Linked DNA regions of Zea mays: regions 2 and 3 are each linked to region 1. Evidence: chromatin contacts called from public Hi-C data. All regions are on one chromosome and are shown on one strand. The core of a region is the stretch at or near the end of the contact, and the rest is flanking DNA. Distances in the headings are between cores, read along the strand shown.

Region 1 (4,487 bases), core at 1,205-3,704:
ATTGTCATTTTAGATCATCCTAAGTCAAACATTTCTATCTTTGTCCATCAATATAAATTTGTATAGTTTAACAACATTCAAATTATAACTACTTCCTATGACGAATCCAAAAACATAAATCATATGATTTAAGCTATACAAAGTTCTAGTCGATGTCAAAGATAGGAATGTCTGATTTTGGGCAAAGCAAGAGTGACAGCTAATATGAAAACAGAGGGAGATTCATCGTCCCACTAAAGGTTCTCCCTCTGTTTTCATATTAGTTGTCACTCTTGCTTTGGACAAATTCAACCTTTCTATCGTTGATAAAAGGGGAAATTACAGATGGAGTAAATCAAGTAATTTCTTAGCTTTTATGCTCCACTATGGCTTACCTCGTTTGCGCCGCCATGCAGAGGACCATATAGAGCTCCAACACCACCAGAAAGAGCAGTAAATACATCCACACCACTATATAAACATAATATACCTCATTAGGAAGTTGTTCCTTACTGTTTGGAGGTAAAATTCGGAAGTGATTTACCTTGAAGCAAGGTGCCTAACAGCAGCAGTGGAGCAGTTCATTTCATGTTCAGCATGCAGAATAAAAAGAATATCTAGAGCTCGAGCAAGTCGAGGATTTGGTTTATATGTTCTGTCACCCCTGCCAAATTGATTTTTCTTTATATTCTTAGAAAACATAAATCAATGTACAGTCACAGTTGAACTGTTTGCTTATTTGAATGCATGGAAATAATCATACATGGCATAGTTGAAACATGCATTCAATATGAAACAACTTACAAAGAGTCCAGCATGTACAAGAAGTTCTCTGAATAAGATAGAGTATTTAAAGGAAGGACGGGAGGTCTTCCTGCTAATCTCAAGTAGGCAGCAGCTGCTATTGTTGGTGCCTGAACAAGCCAAATGCATATAAAAATCAAGGTACCATCATTTTAAATTTGCAAGATCTCCAGTTGTTTGCTAGAATTATAGCATTAACTAAAGGAACTAGATAACCAGGCATACCTTCCCAAGTACTCGCACAATTTGTTTATCCCTCACCTGCTTCGATTTATAAAGATCTTGACCCTACATGAGCAGAATATGTGTTCAAAATATTAAATTCAAATTTAAAGATCTGGCTGGGTTGAAATTTCTGGTTAATTGTATCACAGAAAGTTGATCTAGTTGAATAATATCCTCTGTCTTGATTGGTGCGTATAGGCAGTACTTACTTGTAGAGCAGGGTTTGCATCTGGATGAAAGACAGAAAGGGTGCTCATAGCACTGGCAAGAACACCCATGGGGTGAGCATCATGGGGCATTGATTGTATGATATCCTGAACACATTAAAGTAATTACAAAATATACATTTTAATCTATGCCAACTCAAAAATCTGTCTTGATAAGAAAAGTTGATAATAAAGCATACCAACAGTCCTTGGGGAACAGCAGAATGCTGAGAAATAGCAAATTCCCAGCCTGCCAATTGACTCTGAGTAGGCAAGTTCCCATACACTGAATACAATATGTATTATGTAAGTTCACAAAACAATTTCAATCGGTTACAATGATAAATAGAAGGACAGCAAAGTCGATATCACTTACTTAAAAGGTAGGCCACCTCAACAAACGAGCTGCTTTCAGCCAATTCTTCGATTGGATAACCCCTATAGCGAAGGATTCCCTCATCTCCATCGATGTAGCAGATGGACGAGCGAACAGGGGCAGTGTTAAGGTAACCAGGATCATAAATCTTAAGACCCTTGTCGTCCTTTCCAGTGGTAATCTGCAGCATATTCGGGAAAGGTAACCATCTTTGTTTCTAGACGACCTTCTATCATCGCAAAGGAATTGTTTGGTTGCATAGGGACAGGAGAGGATTGAGGGAGATTAAATCCCAATCCCCTTCAATCCACTCCAGGCAGACCTAAAAATTCAGCACCTAATTCAACGATCTTTGGTCATCAATCATGATTGCTACAAATTGACAATTCGCACAGCATGTTCCGGCAGCAACACAGCCAACATGACAATTGACAATAGCAAGCGCCTCCTAGAAGGCTAGAACGCCAAGACCCCGGGGGATCACGGCACGGCACGGCGCGACCGCCGGGACCGTCAATCCGCGCTCGCTGCTCGGTACCTTCTTGAAGTCGGTGGCGCGCACGGTGCCGTCTTCGGAGACCTTGACCTCGTGCCGCTTCCCGGTCCTCCCGTCCACCACGGCAAGCGCGCCGGCGCGGGGCCCGGGCGCCGGCGCGGATACCGGCGACCTCTCCAGCCCCGCCGCCTCCTCGGCCCCTGCACCACGGAGGTGGGAGGAGAGCACGGCAAGGCGGCCCCGCGCGGGGTCGGCGCGATCCATGGCGCGGGATCGAGTTGGTCGGTGGGAGAAGGGAGCAGCAGCCAAGCAAATGCAGAGGCCCAGACGGGATGCAGAGCAGAAGTGGTTGCTTGGACGCTTTGCCTTCGCGCAATTCGATGTATTTGCTCATTGATTGACGTCCTTTGCTGCTTTGGAGTCGTGCGAAAGTGAAACTCGTGCGTGTGGGGCTGTGGGCTCATCGTGCTCCAGCTCAGGTTCCACGTCATGCGTGGATTGGCTTCCGATCTGAATTTTAATTTGGATTTTGATTTTCAAGGATGGCCTCAAATTGGCGTGAGTATCTCCAAAAGCCTTTCTAAATTATCACTTAGTGAGTCATTTACATAAAAATTACTTTCTACTTCCTTTCTTTCAAAATAAAATTTATTTTAACTTTTTAGTTAATTCATACAGTAATTAATGTATTTGTTTTATATAATTTAAACGTAGATATAAAAATTAAAAGCTAAAATGACTAATATTTTAGGATGAATGGAGTATTTTTTTAATCCCCAACAACTTTTCTATATTTTATTTGCACTCTAGAGACATACGCGTTTTCGATCTTTGGCTAGCGAAAAACTCATAATAGAATATGGTCATATTTGGATAACCATTTACATAAGCTATTGGATGACATTTTAAAAAACAATCTCTATTTATATGTTCGAAAAGGTGACCAGAGAGGTGAATGGGAGCCAATCAAATCATGTTGCTTAAAACTAGAACTTGAGCACTTAACTTCAATGGAGATGAAGAAGTCCAAATCAAAAGCTCATCAACCAACCAGTGATCTCGTGTTTTGAAAATGTTCTTAGGACTCACACGAGACCAACAAAACAAACAAATTCAAATCGGACACCGAAAAGTCCGAAGCGCCACAAAACTGTGTCGCTATCTAGTGATGTTTTCAGGAACTCGAAATTTAGTTTTCGAATGCGAAATTGATTCAAACGGACTTCGATTGAGCTAGAATTTTACACACGCCTTGATAAATTAGTTTCCAAGGTCTTCATAAAATTTGAACTCGAACATATTTGTAAATCAAACACATTTTAGAAAACACAGACTAGACCGGGGTTCTGTTGGGGTTTTCAAAACGAGTTCACATTGGATCACGACTACAAACTGCTCAAACCAGATGATTACAATGGTCTAGAGAGTGATCTTTACCCCCAAGGTAATCCCCAAAACAATCCCTAACTCAAGAAATCAACAATTCTCACAAAATCCAAAGAGAGGGATTTAGAGAGTAGAAACTGGTTCAAAATTGCAGTGAGATCAACAAGACACGATCTAAACAAACATTGGACCATGAATGGTTATAGTCACCCTTCCTCTCAAAATCATAATTACACAGATGTGGAGTTCACGAGAACACTTGTGGATCTCCGGGCTAAGAACTAGAGCAACTTAGGAAATGGAAAGTAGGGTTTTCTAACAAGTGCCAAATGAAATAGCCAAAGAGATGGCTGCACACAACAGCCCTCCCACCTATTTATAGAGGGTTATTTCACTAGTATAAACTACCCCTAGATACATAGAGCTCATCCACTTAACCAGGACAAAATGGACCAACTACTAAAATATGCATCTAACGGCCACGCGCTCCACACGAAGTTGCTTCGCCTCGTCGCACCCTTCACGATGACACCACGTGCCTCCTCCGATTCCTGTTGGAACTGCACCACTAAGTTTTGAGGCCCAAACTCAGCAAAACCAACCCTCCGTAGCGTTGGGTCGTTTTGAGGTGCAACCAATTCAGATAGAGTCCCATAATTTGAACAAAAAGGCAAATCTCCCATACTCGGTAGCTGATACTCTACAGATACGTAGACATCCAAATCTTCTAGTATGGGTAGTTCATCCCATCGAAGAACGGAGGTTTGTCAACACCTCGTTCCATGTCACCTTAGTGGATCTAAAACCGATAAAGGTGGAAAGATCCTTAACTAGCTCCGATACCAATTGAAAGATCAAAAAGGCGACCAGAGGGAGTGAATGGGAGCCAATCAAATTCTGTTACTCAAAACGTGAAATTGAGCACTTAATTCAATGGAGATGAAGTCGCTCAAACCAAAAGCTCATCAACCAACTAGTGATCTCATGTTTTGAAAATGGTCCTAGAACTCACATG
Region 2 (4,487 bases), core at 794-3,293, 630 kb after region 1:
GGGGGCCGTTCTTCCATGGAGCACCGGACATGTCCGGTGCACACCGGACAGTCCGGTGAATTATAGCGCGAGTGCCTCTGGAAATTCCCGAAGGTGACGAGCTTGGAACCTGAGTCCTCTGGTGCACCGGACATGTCCGGTGGCACACCGGATAGTCCGGTGCGCCAGACCAGAGGTGCCTTCGGTTGCTCCTTTGCATTTTTGTTGAACCCAACACTTGGTCTTTTTATTGGCTAAGTGTGAACCTTTGACACCTGTATAACTTATACACTCGAGCAAACTAGTTAGTTCAAAGATTTGTGTTGGGCAATTCAACCACCAAAATTATTTAGGAACTAGGTGTAAGCCTAATCCCCTTTCAGTGCCCCCCTCCCTCGCTCAGTGCGCGTCCTCGCAACGCGTCCCGTCGTCACTCGCCGTCCTCAGCCGTCCTCAACCCCGCCGTTGGCAGATCGGCTGTCCGCGCCGGGCGAGGTCTGGAGTAGCCCCGCCGTGGATCTGGCAGCCTCTCCGCGCGGAGGGCGAGGGCGTCGGATTAGCAGCGCGTGGATCTCCCCTCCCTAGCTCTGAAAGGTATCTCTTGCTCTTCATCTTCAAGAATGGACCTTGTTGGATTTCATGGGTAATTTCAACATCCAGTAAAGTATACACTAAATTTCATGGGATTTCGTGAAAGTTCGTGTAGACATGGTTCACAAAGAGGCAGCGTCGCGTGGTCGACGAGCGAGCTCCGCGGGGCAGCTTCTTGAGAGCAGCTGCGCCGCGCGCCTCGCATGCCAAGGTGAGCAGCGGCTCGTCCCGAGGGCCACGACAGGAGCAGCTGCGCCGCGTGCCTTGCAGGCCAAGGTGATCAGCGGCGACTCCCGAGTGCTTCTATAGGGGACGGCGACTAGCGGCAATGTTTACCGGTGAGCAGCAGCGATTCCCGAAGCACTCTGGAGGTGACGACGACTGGGACGGCGACCGCGTGGCCGAGGGCGTCTGGAGCCATGGCAAGGGCAGTGTCGTGCGCCTCCACGGCGACCACCAGCGGCAATGTCTACCGGGCTCCGCAGCCTGAGAGTTGGAGGGAGGGGCGAGGAGCAGCCGCGTGGCCGAGGGCGTCTGGAGCCACGACAAGGGCAGCGCCGCGCGCCTCCACGATGACGGTGACCACCAGCGGCGACAAGAACCTAGGGCGGCGGCGCAGGGATGCTGCAATTTTGGGATGGATTATGTTCGATTGGGGATTTTGGGGATCTGGCGTGTGGGGCCCAACTGCAGGTGACGGCAAACGGTAACGACTGACGGTGAGAGCTTTTTCTGATGCGTTGCTCCGAATACAAGGGTAGAACTGATGAATTTTCATTGCTAAGGTGAAATCTGAGGTCGTGTGCCATGCAGTGGTGCGGCATGTAATTCTCCCAAAAATAAATAGATCTACACGTCCCGTAAACCATTTTCGTTCCCGTTCCTATATACTATCACATTTTCGTCATGTTCCTGTTTTTTCTCCACAAATATGTATACGGTCCGGATAAGTATTTTTCCTATCCGTTTTCACCGCAGCATGCGATACGTTCTCTTTGAAGTTAGAGGTGCGTAACACATACCTTAAGGCCTATTTTGGGTACTCTAGTAATGAGTGAGATTGTAGTGTATTGGGATGTATTGAGAAAGTATTTGATCTATTGGGGATTTACACCCTCTCCAATCCCTCCAAAACACTCTAATCCCAAAGTATCCAAACTAGGCCTGATGGTTGATTTGGTGAGAAGGGGATCACGGAGGGATTGGAGTGGATTGAGAGGGAAATGAACTAATTTCCCCTTCAATCCACTCCAATCTCCCGTGATCACTGGTCACCAAATCAGCTCTGAATTTTATATCTAACCAGCGGCGTAATATGCTTGCAAATTTTGGGTTACATATTTTTTTGCCACTTTTTTTAATCATACGCTTGCAGCCTCCTGCCATAAGAAACCTGGGCCTTGGTACGAGCTCGGCCCAAACAAAAGGACGGCGCAACTCCTTTGATGCAAGACGCTATTGCCTACCATTTCTATTCTCTTCTCACGAACGTTTACACGCCGGGTGCGCGCGCTCTGCTCTCCCTCCTTCCCTTGCCCAACTCTCACTCTCTCGCCCGCGCGGCGCGGCCTTGCTTTCTGGTGGCACCGACTGGCCGGCTGCCACCGTCTCCTCCTCGCTGGTGCCCAGGTCTTCGTCGGTCCCTTGGTGTCTGCCCCTTATCCTGGTCTTTGTCAGGCCCTCGCCTTTCGCCCGCGACGAGCACCACCTGCAGGTATGCCCACCCCTTTGCCCCCCCCCCCCCCCCCCCCCCTTGAAATCGAGCACCCAAACCCTAGCTAACGTAATCTATTGGGAGTTTTTGTACTCGGATCTCGTCTAATTACAAGTGTATACATGCCCAACCTACTAACGATTGGATCCGCTCCTGATGCATAGTGCTGGTGCAACTGATCGTTAGGTTTTGCATAGTAAGGCTTCGATTTTGGCGATCAGGGGGAAATGAGGGCGGATGGGTTGTAGTTTTGCGGGCACTTGAGCTCACTATCTGCAATTTGACCTGTGACTGTTTTCTGTGTGGTTTTTTAGTGCGAAGTTGTATTTGAGAACACTTAAGAGCGCAGAATTTGCTCAGCTGCTGAGATCCATAGACGTTCTAGCTGTTGGTTTTAGCTACAAATGCTGTTTCTGAGGGGACACACGCAAATTATTTATGTTGATTTATGATGCTAGTTTTCTGCAGCAGATGATACTTAGTTTCCTTACCTGGGGCTGAAATGCTGTGCCCTGTGTCTGTGTGTAACTACTGATTTCTCTTTTAGTGTGTTAAGTCACGGCCTCTAATTTTACTGAGACAAATCCTTTTGTAGTTCGGTGTTGATGTTAAGAAACTGATATCAAACAGAAAATGACCTATTCAAATCCACAGTTGATGGAGCCGATTCATTTGCTTGCTTGGCTAGTTGGCTTGCTCCATAATCTTTGCACTAGCTTGTGTGCATGTTTGAATAAAAACCATATAAAGGTATCTGCAATAGTTGATTGTCTAGAATGCTGGAATTACTCCAAATATTTACCCAACAGTGTATTTTCACTTTATTCCTTGCATTTCTCAGAACTTGTCTCTGCTTTGGACCTGGGTGACTGAACAGAATTGATGTGAGACCCGAGTAGACCAAAAGTCATAGTTTAATCTTAGTGGCCAGTAATTTTAGTGCCCTAACCAACAAGTGCTAGCATATAAGTAATAAAAATATGAAAATGGTTTTATGATTGATAGGACTTAGGTCATGTTTGAATGCACTAGAGCTAATAATTAGCTGAAGACATCCAAACAGTCTAACTAATAGTTCAACTATTAGCTATTTTTAGCAAATTATTTAATAGTTAGCTAGATATTTGTTAGCTAGCTAATTCCACTAGCAATTTTTTAGCCAACTAACTATTAGCTCTAGTGCATTCAAGCACCCCCTTAAAAAATCAGTGTAAACTGGATTCTCTATGTTTTCTAGTGTATTTTATTGAGATCTTCTGTTTTTAAGACTATTATCAGTGCACAGCTAGTTACCGTAACACATCAGGTCACCTTGTGGCATGGCATTGTTCATCTTAGGAATACCTTATTTATCTCTTTTTACAAGCTGAACAGTAAAAATCTAGATCGACAAAATGTATAAAGGCATATCAAGTCATTTTTTATGAAGTTAAATCTTCAGTTATGAGAAAGAAGCCATAGTTCTTGCTTTTTTACATACTTGCTAAAATCTGGATTAGATTTTAGGATGGCATCATGGCAAGCTGTTCTAGAGTATTGTTTTTAAGAAGATTGATTAGATTTCTTATTAAATTAATGGGCGAATAACATACACCATAAGTGTTTTGAACAATGAAACCAAGGTGAGAAAAGGCGCTAGGTGGTGACCCTTCCTAGAGCGTAGAGCCTAGGCAAGCCTAGGTGTTTTGCCAAATTAGCACACAACGCGCGCGCACATAGCTTAATAATTATATAAATAGAGTAATTGAATACATTATATAAAAAGAGAGGACCAATGCACATACCTTAGTGGCTTTCACTTGGTGCAAGATTGATGTTCTTCCTGTTCCTACAGCAATATAATAGCAGAGGAAATAATTAATGACAGGATTGACAGCTGCTGAATAGGCAACAGTTCATAAAAAATAGAAAACAGCAAATTAACTCTTATCTGAATCACTGAATGATTTCAGTCACTTCCCATCCATCAGACAATATGAGTAGCTAGGAATTACAAATTTTAATGCACAAACAAGTGGACAGGACAGCAGTACAACACAATTCATAAATAAAACTCCAGTTCAGAGAGCACATAGTTCTCACAGAATAAGAAAAACAGTGACATAGTAGCGGTTCTTATGTTTAAGACATAAGCCCGGTTCTTATGTTTAAGAAAGGATAAACCGAGACAAGCATTCCCACCCAGTGTTATTAAAACTACGTT
Region 3 (4,487 bases), core at 851-3,350, 540 kb after region 1:
CCGAAGGTCCTCAAAAACATAATTTGACAATGCTTTCTAAGTATGCGAGCAGGTATCTTCGGAATAAGAAATCAGGTTGCGGATATACAGAAGCATGGTCAAGACGAAGCTTAACTGGGACGGAGACGATCACGAAGCGATATGTGGAAGAGCTTCGGCATCATGACGGGAAGGGGAAACCGACTTAAAGATGAAAAGCCAAACTAGACCTCGAAGAATTACTATAAGTTCATTGATAAATGTAAAGGGCATTAATGTAATTTTGCATGGGCTACGACCCGTGCCTATAAATAGATGAGCAGTATTCCCGTACTGTTCACGCTGATTTGGCATTGACTTTTGCGTCACACTTGTACTTTTACCTTCTCACGAGTCGAAGGTACATTTGTAATTTGATATCATTTCTATTCTGTCATCATAATAAAATAGAAATGGGTTGTCAATAATACATAACCGTTTATGTTAACTTATATGTTTCATATGATTCCTTTCTCATTATTATATTTTATGCTTATGAAGGTATGTCCTTTATAACCTTCGTCTAAAAATTATTATGTCCTTAGGGAAATAATGCTTCGAAGGACGAAGGATATTAACATTTAACATTTTGTGTTGCCTTGTTCTTAATTCATAGCATTTGAGAACAAGTCCCCAAGGACGGATAATCACACTGCAGTAGTATGTACGATATTCAGATAGTCACACCTTACATATTTATGATAATAGCATGCATCCTACTTTATTCATTTGTACGTATGTAGTATATAAGATATATAGTGCCGTATATTCGTCTTATCTCATAAGCTGTAGAGAGACGATATGATGTTGTCACCCGGCCGGCCCATGGACGCACAACGTACTTCAACTGCTGCGTACAATTAGTAAGCTTAATTATACTCTGTCGATCGGCCGGGCCGCCGGCAATGATGCATCGTCATCAAGCACCACCACGTCTGCCGCCGGTGTAGGGCCCGGTGAACCTCCGTCCGCCGGAGCCGTTCTGGCGCTGGCAGTTGAAGTACATGGCTGCGACGGGCGCGCCGAGGTTGTAGCGGCGGGCGAAGGCGCGCGTGCTGAAGTTGTGGCGCCTGGATGGCGCGTACACCGTCTCCCGCCCCAGCTGCCGGAACAGCACCAGCACCATGCGGTGGATGCCCGTCGTCGGATTAGGGGCCTCGTAGCACATCACCTCCCGACCTGCATGCAGTTAGAAATACATACAAGAGTATATATAAGCTTATGGTTGTGACTTGGATAATATATACAAATTGTTGATCTATATAGATAGAAACCATGCAGGGATCGAAACCGACGCACCCGCCGCGTGTGCAGGATGTTGAATACATGCAATGCACAGCTCAGAACAGGACGTGTATAGTATATACTACTTACCGTGTGTATCATCGGTGGACGCTGGGATGTCAGTCACCATCCTGCATGCATGGACACACGAACCGACCAAATTAAAAGGGTTATCACTTGATGATCTAGCTATATATACATATACAAGTTGCACACGTAATCAGCTTATGTTTTATGTGCCCCGCGCCCCACTTGCAGTCGCAGTGACGACACGCGTGCTGCATGCATGCAACTCTAAATCGTGCGCGCGCCACAGGCCAGGCCATGCATGCACCGACACGTTTCCAGCAAACACAGCTGCGTGTACCGTGTACGTGTTACGTACGGTACGTGCAGTGGGGCAACAACAAGCCAATTAATAACGGCCGGAAGCTATGCCTATAGGGCTGCATGCATGCATGCGCGCGCTCACCAGTGCAGGTACTCCCTCAGGGTCGGGTTGCTTGGGTTCGGGGCATCTGGATCGACCATCACCTGTAGTATAAATAAATAAATAAATTAATTAATTAATGAGCATGCATGCAGCTAGATCGATCGACGAGCTTACCAGAGTACATGCAACGCGATAATCATCTCCTCCGATCTCGACCCTGGGTCTCTCGGAGACCGCGGGAGGACGCAGCTCCACGCCACTAACAATAGGCAAACCGTTGAACAGCACCATCAGATCAATGGAGCTGTAGAAGGGGTCCAGGACATCTCCTATGACACGAGCTGTGACCAAGGAATCGTTGGCCATTTTATTTTCAGTAGTACGTCGGTTGCACTGTGACGTTTTCTGTATATATGTGCGTGCTACTGATCTGCTTGCATGTACGATCGAGCTGCACAGTGCGCAGGTGTGGTATTTATAATATAGTACATTGTGTGCGGCATGCATAATATAATGGTGCAAATCATGGGAACCCACTTGTGTATCGAATATGTTGACGAGAGGATGATAGAAATCACAAAGTACGCGCGCCCGTGGACTCTTTTTTGAATGAAGCTCTTGTTGGAAGAGCTGGATATTATTCTGCTTTAATTATTTATTTAATTAATTGAGAGGGCCAGTGACACATGCATATGCATATTCTCTCTCTTTGAAATTTGAATATCTATCCACCACTTCACCTTATTTTGACACAAAGGATACATATATAGCTAGCTAGCTTAGGACGATCTCAAACTTTCTACCTCTATATTCTTATATATTAGGTATATATTTAGAACGAAAAAAAAAGTCAACTAAAAATATTGACACAAAGGATACATATTCTCTCTCTTTTTCCTAGAACATATTTACTTGTTTTCATGTGATCGGCACGTTTAAATTTTAATCATACGTACTCTCCGTCCAGTTGCATGGATTGCCCTATTCATTTTTATTTAGTTTAATTAGCCCCTAATAAAAATACTTGATTTGAATTAGTTTATAGTTAATGACTTCTTATTCAAATTAATATAATGTTGGCATCCTAGCTATATATATGCCCACAGTCCCCCTTGATATAAAGCACACGTTGACATCGCCTACAATATTATTCCCAGGTCGCACAGTATACGTAGACTGGAGACCACACAGGCCGGCGCGCCGTCCTTTAATCTGTTGCTGCTGCGACGACCGGGCAAAACCGACCGTGTGTAACGTAGAACGGGTCGAGACAGCCGTATTCGATCCAGTCAACGTGCGTGTGCGTTTAGCCTTGTTTGTACGTCGTCGTGTTAGGAAACCATATAGAGCCTCTAAAACCAAAGCATTTTACAAAATCATGCTAATATTTTTCTAAAACTCTATCATTACATTGTATCAAATAGAGCCTCAGTGTATATATGGCTCCGTATAGGCTGTGGGTTCTTCTTTAGGTCTTCTCTTTCTCTGTTTCCTGTTTATTAATATTCAGTTTTTATTTACTTGTTCTCTTTCTACTGTACATCTTTATTCTTTTAAAAAAAATCCGTAACCGTGTAGCATTTTCTCTTTTAATTTCCAATAGTTTTTTATTGCCTCCTACACCAGTATGGCATTATTGTCCTTTTTTTTTGCTTATATAGCCATTTTGTTTTTTTTTATTTCCTCCTGATGTCAAATTTATTCTTAATATTATTCATCACTCTATCTCTCTTATCCCCTATTAAATTTAGAGCAAAATTCTCGGAACTATAACATATGTCTCTTGAACTTTGATACATTTTTTCTTTAAACCTTCACTACTATCAGATTAATTTATAGCGACACACCTTATTTTTGGCAAAGGAAGTTCAATCAGGAGCGTCTATATAGTGTTATGTCAATCAAGCCATCACTATAGAGGCATCTATAGAGGTGGCTTCTGATCGAGCTATTGGGGGCCTTCGTCTCTGGAAGGTCCTTAAAAACACACTTAACTACCGGTCGTTAGTATGTTTTTAAGTGTTGCAAGAACTTCGGTATCGCATACCTTCGGAACAGGATGAGGACGAAGACAAAGATGTTAACCTTCATCACAACAGCATATAGAAACGAAGGTGAACATTGCCGGGAGAACATGTTCACGATTCCGTGTCCAATATATTATAGGAAGAAGTCAATATCGCCTTCGCAGCGTTCTAGAAATCACATGTGCGGATCTTGGGGTATATTTATAATTTCGTACGAAGCTATACAATCCCGTATAAATAGATGGATAGTGCTCTGCATAAAGTGTCTTTTTGGAGGGCTGGATAACACAATTGTGCAATCTTTCCCTAGTACACCTTCGCTCTAATTCATTCTGTTGGGCCGAAGGTACGATTGTAAATTTAATATACAACGAAGGAGAAATGAAATATTATAATGTTTGAGATGAGTTAACGTGTTTAACTTATTTACATCCTTGTACATCAATTTTATATATTGTTGTGTGATCTGTTTGATTAAAAGCTCAACCTTCGTCTTCGAAGGAGTTACGCCAAAGGGATAACTGTTTGAGGATGAAGGTTGATTATATTTTTAACACTGTGTTGCTTTGTTTTCAACTGTGTATAGCAATTGAGAACAAGTGACCAACATGAGACATCTCTACAAATAATTTTTTTAGAGGTGGTTGACATTAGAAACTGTTGGCGCCGATCTGGACACCAAACATGGGATTGAACCACTTGGTGGTGCTTTCTGCGGAGGCATC

The links. A called contact is a pair of places that touch in the nucleus more often than the background predicts.
Region 2: a contact with region 1 is called in a Hi-C map of tassel, with 2.7 times the contacts expected there. The contact joins the promoter of LOC100285664 here to the promoter of LOC100275174 in region 1. A contact is called at or near these places in 3 of 25 Hi-C or Micro-C datasets (endosperm, leaf and tassel).
Region 3: a contact with region 1 is called in a Hi-C map of ear, with 1.9 times the contacts expected there. The contact joins the promoter of LOC103628561 here to the promoter of LOC100275174 in region 1. A contact is called at or near these places in 2 of 25 Hi-C or Micro-C datasets (ear and tassel).

Annotation. Positions count from the first base shown.
Region 1 is chr5:152,489,656-152,494,142 of Zm-B73-REFERENCE-NAM-5.0, forward strand. LOC100275174 reads right to left here and starts at 2,455. Exons shown (of 13, transcript NM_001353653.1): 1 at 2,129-2,455; 2 at 1,591-1,771; 3 at 1,415-1,500; 4 at 1,218-1,322; 5 at 1,009-1,071; 6 at 784-893; 7 at 524-643; 8 at 375-450. The coding sequence starts at 2,350.
Region 2 is chr5:153,120,999-153,125,485 of Zm-B73-REFERENCE-NAM-5.0, forward strand. It overlaps LOC100285664, which reads left to right and starts at 2,044. Exons shown (of 9, transcript NM_001413723.1): 1 at 2,044-2,284.
Region 3 is chr5:153,031,176-153,035,662 of Zm-B73-REFERENCE-NAM-5.0, forward strand. LOC103628561 (protein FLOWERING LOCUS T) reads right to left here and starts at 2,101. Exons shown (of 4, transcript XM_008648737.1): 1 at 1,910-2,101; 2 at 1,775-1,836; 3 at 1,393-1,433; 4 at 938-1,197. The coding sequence starts at 2,101. The coding sequence ends at 938.